Linked DNA regions of Mus musculus: region 1 is linked to region 2. The links are chromatin contacts, called in public Hi-C maps. All regions are on one chromosome and are shown on one strand. Each heading gives the region's core, a stretch centred on a gene start, on an enhancer-like site or on the middle of the called end of the contact. The rest is flanking DNA. Distances are from core to core; before and after follow the strand shown.

The links. Hi-C and Micro-C count contacts between places; a contact is called where the count stands out from the background.
Region 1: a Hi-C map of muscle stem cells shows a contact between it and region 2, with 2.0 times the contacts expected there. The contact joins two enhancer-like sites. A contact is called at or near these places in 2 of 15 datasets of contacts at CTCF or cohesin (CD8 T cells and the NIH/3T3 cell line), 18 of 484 Hi-C or Micro-C datasets (the C2C12 cell line, the C3H10T1/2 cell line, adipose-derived mesenchymal stem cells and 7 more), 4 of 115 datasets of contacts at active chromatin or transcription factors (embryonic fibroblasts, embryonic stem cells, fibro-adipogenic progenitors and 1 more) and 1 of 9 other capture datasets (embryonic stem cells).

What each region holds. Positions count from the first base shown.
Region 1 is chr17:3,417,412-3,421,102 of GRCm38.p6, forward strand. The region is part of intron 3 of Tiam2 (T cell lymphoma invasion and metastasis 2); the gene reads left to right. Among named protein-coding and RNA genes, the nearest start is that of Gm52295, 11 kb to the left of the region's middle. Within about 2 kb of position 2,195, at least 60 of the 459 cell types and tissues checked have an H3K27ac peak or open chromatin away from gene starts, as enhancers often do. A contact at or near this core is called in the C2C12 cell line, the C3H10T1/2 cell line, adipose-derived mesenchymal stem cells and 4 more, where this site is marked.
Region 2 is chr17:3,347,742-3,351,600 of GRCm38.p6, forward strand. The region is part of intron 1 of Tiam2 (T cell lymphoma invasion and metastasis 2); the gene reads left to right. Among named protein-coding and RNA genes, the nearest start is that of Tiam2, 23 kb to the left of the region's middle. Within about 2 kb of position 2,465, at least 105 of the 459 cell types and tissues checked have an H3K27ac peak or open chromatin away from gene starts, as enhancers often do. A contact at or near this core is called in the C2C12 cell line, the C3H10T1/2 cell line, adipose-derived mesenchymal stem cells and 4 more, where this site is marked.

The DNA.
Region 1 (3,691 bases), core at 945-3,444, 69 kb after region 2:
GTCCTAATGTCCACCTAATGTCCGACATTTCTTTTCCTTTCACTGGAAAGATTAGGATAAGGTCCGTAGAGATCCAACCTAGCCATGTACAATGGCTCAGGAGTGTCATCCCAACTATGGGGGAAGCTGAGGCAGACAGGAAAATTGAGGCCTTCCTGGCCTGCAGACTGAGTTCAAAGCTAGCTTGGGTAACTTACTGAGACCCTTTCTCAAAGTAAAAATAAAAGAAAGAGAAAGGGCAGGGAGAGAAAGGGAAGGGAGAGAAAGGGAAGGAGAGAAAGAAAAAGAAAGAAAGAGAGAGAGAGAGAGATTTGTGGGCATAGTTCAGTTGAATATCGCATACATCTGCATGCCTGAAGCCCAAGGCTCAGTTCCTAATATCACACACACACACACACACACACACAGAGAGAGAGAGAGAGAGAGAGAGAGAGAGAGAGGCATCCCCTGCTTAGGAGGAGTCTGATACTATGCTCTAACAAGGCATTGAGGCAGTAGCTACGATCTCTCACCCACGTAAACGTGTGTATACCACTAGACAACAGAGATGACTCAAAGGTTTTGCTTGATTGATAGGCATTTGTTTTGACTTTAAAAGATGACATAAAAAAGAACAGCACGTGCAATACAGACCTTTAAGCCTACCCTCATATGTGTAAACCTAAAAACCAGACAGATGAAAAAGCATACCATACCGGGAGACAGAGAAACATGAACTAGAGGTAACACCACATATTAACTTCAGTTTATTTCCCTATTTATGATTTGTGTTCATCATAGTCATCAGGGAGCTGGGGTCTGAGGTATTCTATGGGACCCTCGGCTGACAGCACAGCTGTTGTGAACAACATTATAAGCTCCTGCAGTCGACAGAAAAGAAACTTAGGTCTCGGCTTTGAAAGCTTCCTCTCAGAACTGACAGGCTGAGCTGCTGCTTTTCCCCAAGTACAGCAAAGGCCAGGCCTGACGTCAAGGAGGGGCGGGTGGGGGGTGATCCTACCATGTGCATGAAATGTCCCGTGCTGTCACTCAGGGCTGCTATGGTTTGTTACAGGGGATTTAGGACAGAAAGACTCAGTTTCTGGCCCGCTTTGATTCTAAACACTCACTTCTATTCTAAAATGACATTGTCTCAGAGACCAGCCATCTTTTCTGGGTAAGAGGAGGGGAGCATGAGCAAGCACCTTTCCCAACACGTGAGGAGATAGGGGCTCCTTTAAGGAGTTAGGCATCAGCTTTTTTCTTTGTTCAGCTTTATTGGGTCATAAGCAGAGATTGAATATAATCAGTGTGTATAGCCTGATGCCTTGACATACGAATACAGTGAGAATGACACCATAGGCAATCTAGTTAACACAATCACCACTAAGCATAGTGATGAGGCTGGCTCTATCTTATTGGGAGACTGTTCACAGTCTACTGCCTTACTGTATTTCATATGTGTAAAGGAACATCAGCCGCAGGCATTATCCTGTACACGAGGTCCCTAGAACCAGCTTGGCGGCGGTAACCAGAGCTCCTCCATGCCCGTTTAGACCCATCTCTCATTTCCCCAGCTGCTATGCAGCCTCTGTGTCTGACTATTTTGGCTCCTGGAGTCAGCGAGATGGGTCACTCACCTTCTCTGCATAGTGATGTAACTCTCATCCCCTCTCTACTTTGGTTATTAAGGGCCCTGGTCATCAAGTTTCAGCAGCTACTGCCTATGGGGGGGATGGAGTAGGAACGGGAATCACAGGCTCTGTGCACACACATGATCAGCTCTTCTGTCTTATACCCATAGAACAGTTATTAGGAATTGTATCTGGACTTGTTTAAAGACATTTTAATTCTTCAAAAGAATTTCTTCTTAGGCTGAGATTCTATCATTGGCAGTTGGGACTCTAGATGCAAATCTTTTGGTACTGAGTACAGCCCTGGGAAATTCATGCCCACATGTGAGAATTAGGGGTGAATACACACATGTGCTATCTGTTCATCTCTCAAGAGGACGGTCTTGCTTTGCTTTGGCTGGATTTTGCCACACGAAGTGTCTCTCTCAGGAGAATCGGTGACAACAGTGTTCATTGGTCACATGTAACTTGAGCCTGTCTCTCTGCCAGAGATTTGCGGGTTTTGAAACACCCTATTAAGGTTCTTGCAAGGAAACAGATTCTCCCAGTGTTTGGCGCCAGTGAGTCAGAGAGCCACAGTCATAGCTACAGTAGCATTGATACTGCTAAGTGGGTAGCATTCCTTCATGTCCTGGGGTTTATGAAAGTCTCACCGGAGTTACAGCTAAGAGAAGTCTTCTGGACTTCCTGAGTGACTCACGGCAGCTGTTTGATTCACTCTTTGGAGCAGAGGTGTCAGTGTATAAATAAGAATGAGCACAGAGCAGAGTGTAAACCCACTCCTGGAAGATGCTATCATCGTTAATAAGAGCAGTTTCCGTTCTGAGCTCTGTTTTGAGCACCTGGGTCTTGAAAAACACTCTTTAGTTGCCTGGTGACGATTTTCCTATAACATGACCACCAGGAACTGTGATCTGATTTTTTTTTTTTTAATGAAATTTCCAAAGTAAAACATCTCCACAAGGTGGAGCGTTCAATATAAAGCCCCGCCTCAATGGCTCCTGACCCAGTTTCTCCTCACTTTAATTTTGATGACCTACCAACAGCTGATTATAGTTGACTGTTCTTCACCTTTCTCTTGCATCTATTTTAATCCAAGCTAGGTATTTGGGATGCTAGAACTTTTTACACTGATAGTAAATGTACTGCTCTTAGTTATTAAATTATTTAGTTTTGAGGTAGGATCAGCCCAGGCTGTCCCAGAACTCACTAGGAAGAGTTAGCCTAGACTCATGTCATTCCTCCTGCCCCAGCCTCCCAAAATGCTGGGTTACAAGTGGAAGCCACCATTGCCAGCAGTGACTACTCTACCCGTCAGCTGCTGTCCACAGAAGGCATCTGGGCGATTGTCTTGTGTTTGCTGCTGGCTCTGTAACCTGATGGCTGCATGCTCTGTGTCCCTAGGTTTATCAGGAGGCACCAGTTATGAGGTAGCAGTAGAGCTTGTTCAGAGTGTCTTGTGTTCGACGTTATATTGTAGCCAATATTGAAGTTGCAAACCACTTCTTAGGTGTCCCTTGGTGTCTAGAATAAAACAGGTACTCAGATAAAAGGATATAAACAAAAGAGGTTGCTTTTCTCATAAGATAAATTCCAAAATTAAATAAAAATAAATCTTAAAAAGCAAAAGCCAACCTATAGTTCACAGGCAGTGCCACTAGTGGGTTCTGAGCGTGGATTTTATCGTATGAAGTGGGAAATTAGAATGGTGGAGATCACTATGTATAGAAGTCTAAGCCTGGGCAGTTGTCCAAAAGACCTCATTTGAGATAGAAAGAGGAAGGTCTATAGAGCTCAATCTAAGAGTGCCAAATCCCAGCCTCCTCGCCCCCAAAATGGCTATTTTCTAAGTAAATGATTTCCCATAATTTAGGAGAAAAAAAAAGAATGACGATGAGATCACAAATTCTTTCGAGAAGAAAATCAATTCATAGCTAGTATTCTAGCTGTGTTATTTAAAACACCACACTAGTGGTTTACATAGAAAAGCTAATTGATCTGCTGTTAAAACTCAAGCTGTGTTTGGACAGACAGTTGCCTTTTATTTACCGCCTCATATTTAATCCTACTGCTTGGTA
Region 2 (3,859 bases), core at 1,215-3,714:
CACACACACACACACACACACACATGTGAGCATCTGTCATTCCTCTAACACTCCATCCTTAACATCATCAAAGGACCCAAAGGAAGAAAACCATTAGAACCTTCTGGAAAGTGGAAAGGCCTTTCCTCCGTTAAGTAGTGGATGCTAGCCTCCCTGACAAGTCTGTGATTGGGAATTGGGACAGCCTTGACAGGTCTGTTCTGTTCTTTGGCATCCAGCTCAATGATGCAATCTGCTTTGTAAGTAGCTAGTTCTCACCTTACAGCTCTCCAGAGATGCAGTCACCCTTGTAAGTAACTAGTTCTTACTCAAGAGTACCTTGCAGCTCTCCAGAGCTCTGAGAGTGACCAGGCTGAGTGTCCACACTGAAAGCAGCCTATAGCCAGGCAATTTTTTTTTTAAATTTTTTTTCGCTTAAATGCACACCAGCCTTGACTAGAGCCTGGATAATGGAACTTTAAAAATTCTTTTATTTATCAGTGCGTGTGTGTGTGTGTGTGTGTGTGTGTGTGTTTATGCAGGAATGTGGTGGGTGTGCACATGCCATGATGCATCTGTAGAGGTTAGAGGACAAACCTTGAGAGTTGCTTCTCTTCTCCTACCTTGTTGAGGCAGAGTCTCTCTTCTTTCTGCTACACTGAGTATCATAGGCAAGCTGGCCTTCAAGCTTCCAGAAGACTATCTTGTCTTAATTTCCCATCCCCCTACGCATCCTGGGTTTACCTATATGTACAGTGCATCTTTTATGACTTTTACATGGTCCTGGGATTTAACTCAGATTGTCATGCAAATCCTTTACTGTCTTATGGCCCTTGCTCTTTTGGGACAGGGCTTCAGTCTATATCTCAGGCCTGGAACCACTATGTTCTCTAGACCCCAGGCTGGTCTGACCTCAAGATAATTGGTCCAACTTTCCAAATGCTGGGATAATAGTCCCAAGCTCCACACCTGGCTTTCACACTTCTGCTAAGACTTGGGCAGGCTGTCTGTCCATATGTCCTCTTAGGGAAACAGAGTTTCAACTTGGAAAAATTGTATGTGATTGCCTAGTAAGAAAATGCTGTTGGTATCATTTCTGATTGTGTCCCCAAGTTCTTCCCACATGGAGTCTCCCTAGGGGGTGTCTTTCCTCTGGCATCTTTTCATTTTTTTGTAAGTGTCTTAAGGTTTTCATTGTTTATTGTTTCACTTCCTTGGTTAGGTTTATTCCAAGATATATATATATGTGTATGTGTGTGTGTGTATAATGAATATATATATATATTCATTATATATATACATATACATTATATATATATATATATATATATATATATATATATATATATAATGAATGGTATTGTTTCCTGTTTCCTTCTCAGTGTGTTTGCGTTTGTATATATGATGCATATATATATATATATATATATATATATATAATGAATGGTATTGTTTCCTTCTCAGTGTGTTTGCGTTTGTATATATGATGCTTATTTTCCATCCAGCTACTTTACTGAATGTATTTATTGTCTTTATCAGCTGAATGTATTTTTCTGGTGGAGTCTTGAGGGAATAAGAGAGTACAGAATGCTCAGCCCTAAAAGGGACATGTATACTATACCCCAACCCACCACACACATACACCGAAGCTCAGGAAGAAGAGGAGGAAAGGAGAGTATACAGGTGGTAGATAACTGCAAGCCACCTTCTTCTGGACGCATCAGGGCAGCTACACGTAGGAACTTGCAGCTATTGTGACAGTATGGATAAATTCTGTGCCTGCCCAAACCAGACGGAAATCCCAGCACGGAGAGGGGGGTTGGTACCCAATCCTACCCCTAGCAGTAGACCCATAAGCAACTGTTAGCTTCTGGGAATGAAGGGTCAGTTTTGTCTCTCAGTGTGGTTCCTGCTAAGTCAACCATGCTCCAGCAGAAGGCCATACACCCAAGAAAATTTGAAGCAGTGCAAGTTAATCTCTAAGGATGTCAAGAAAGAAAAAGGAAGGGGATGTGTGGATCTGTGAAAAGTTTGGTGTGTGGGGGAAGTAAGTATGAACAAAACACATTGTATGGAATTCCCAAAGAGCTAATAAAAATTATAATTAAAATCGGAATCCTAGGGACTAGGGGTGCTGCTCAGTAGTAGAGCCTTTGCCTAGTATCTTAGAACTCAGTCCTCACCACTGGAAGCAAAAATCAACCTTTGCAGTGAAAATTGAGTTTCTCAATTTTTTTCCCCTTATATTGACTGTCTCAATGCTACGCAAATATTCTCTGCAAAATTCTCTGGGGTTGATCATCACAGTTTGAAGGGAGCTGGCCACTACCCAATGCAGGGCAGGACATATTTCCGTTAATGAAGGAGCTGCATGCCGGCCGATAGAAGCTTTCAAGCAGAGACTGGCAGGCGTGGAAGGGTTGACTCACCGTGAGTCACTCCAGCAGCCTGTGTGGCCCATGGGTGAGCTAGCAGCGGCTGAAAGAGTAGAGGCGGGTCTTCTGCTGTCCCGTGAGAACGGGAAGAACTGGGAGATGAGTCTGTCCGGCCTGTGTGAGTAGGGACTCAGTCAGGCTCAGGGGTCTGCACAAGCTATTACAACCGTAATGTGCTCTGTATCACCGTCTCAGTCTCCATGTAAATCGTACCTGATATGCCTTTGTCCTTTTTCTCCCTCAAAATATCCTTTCTTGATGACCACCACCCCCGCCTAAGATAGGATCTCACTATGTAGCTTTTGCTGTCCTGGTACTCACTATGTAGACCAGGACATGTCTTCAAACTCAGAGATAGATCTGCCTGCCTTTGTCTCTGGAGTGCTGGGATTAAAGGCATGTGCTGCCACCGCCTGGCTCTGATGATTCTTAATGAGTTTTTTGGTTTTTTTTTTTCTGCATAAACTTCAGACTCAGCCATTTTGCTTAAGCGTGCACACATTCGCATGTCTGCACACAACAGACTGCTTGAGACTGCACTAAGCATGTGTCAGACTAAGGAGGATTTGCCCACTCCTGACTTACATCTTTTGAGGTACACAGTGTGTCAAGATTTTTGAAAAGCAATTTAATGAGTTTTTTTTAAAAAAAATTTTTTTTTAAAAATGTAGATATTAGCATTACTTCTGTCTTTGTGATGATGAAAAGGGCTTTTTAATTTTAGGTTTTTAATTAATTTTTGTTGTTGTTTTGTTTTGAGATGAGCTATGCTGGCACTCGTAGCCCAGCCTAGCCTCACACTTGTGGCAATCCTTCTGCCTCAGCCTTCCAATTGCTGAGATGACAGGTGTGCGCCAACATACTCATCTGGTAAAGGGCTTTCCCCCTTAACATATTTCTTGTTGATTATTGCTGATTTCTGGAAACCCACTCCCATTGCCTACGCATCGTGAGACACTTACTGAACTTCCTTAATCTAGTAGGAAGTTGTGTGACAGTCTTTGTTTTTTCTCAACATATGTGATATCAATCTGTCAAAACACTGATTCTTGCTTCTTGCCTTGTATTTCTTCCTGCCTTTGGATTCATGAGTGATCTGCTATGCCCTCCCCGATTTTCTGTGCACAGGAACCAGATGTAACATGCACATTTACGACTGACTGAGGACGTCATAGTTATCGCCAGCAAAGCACAAGGGCTTGAGATGACTTGTATGTTATGAGGGCTTTCTATGTTTGAGAGCTGTGGGCGGTGACATGCAGATCTAGTCCTGCTTCATGGAAGGCTGAGGCAGGAGGATCAGCTGAGCCCAGAAATTTGGGAAAGGCAACCTTATCTCTTAGGGGGACTGAGTGGGGGCGGGGAAATATGAAGGGCTGTGAAAGAAGAGTGAGAGATTGTATCTGCCTTAGCCTGGGAGTGAGGGTAAGCAATGGAGGGAGAGC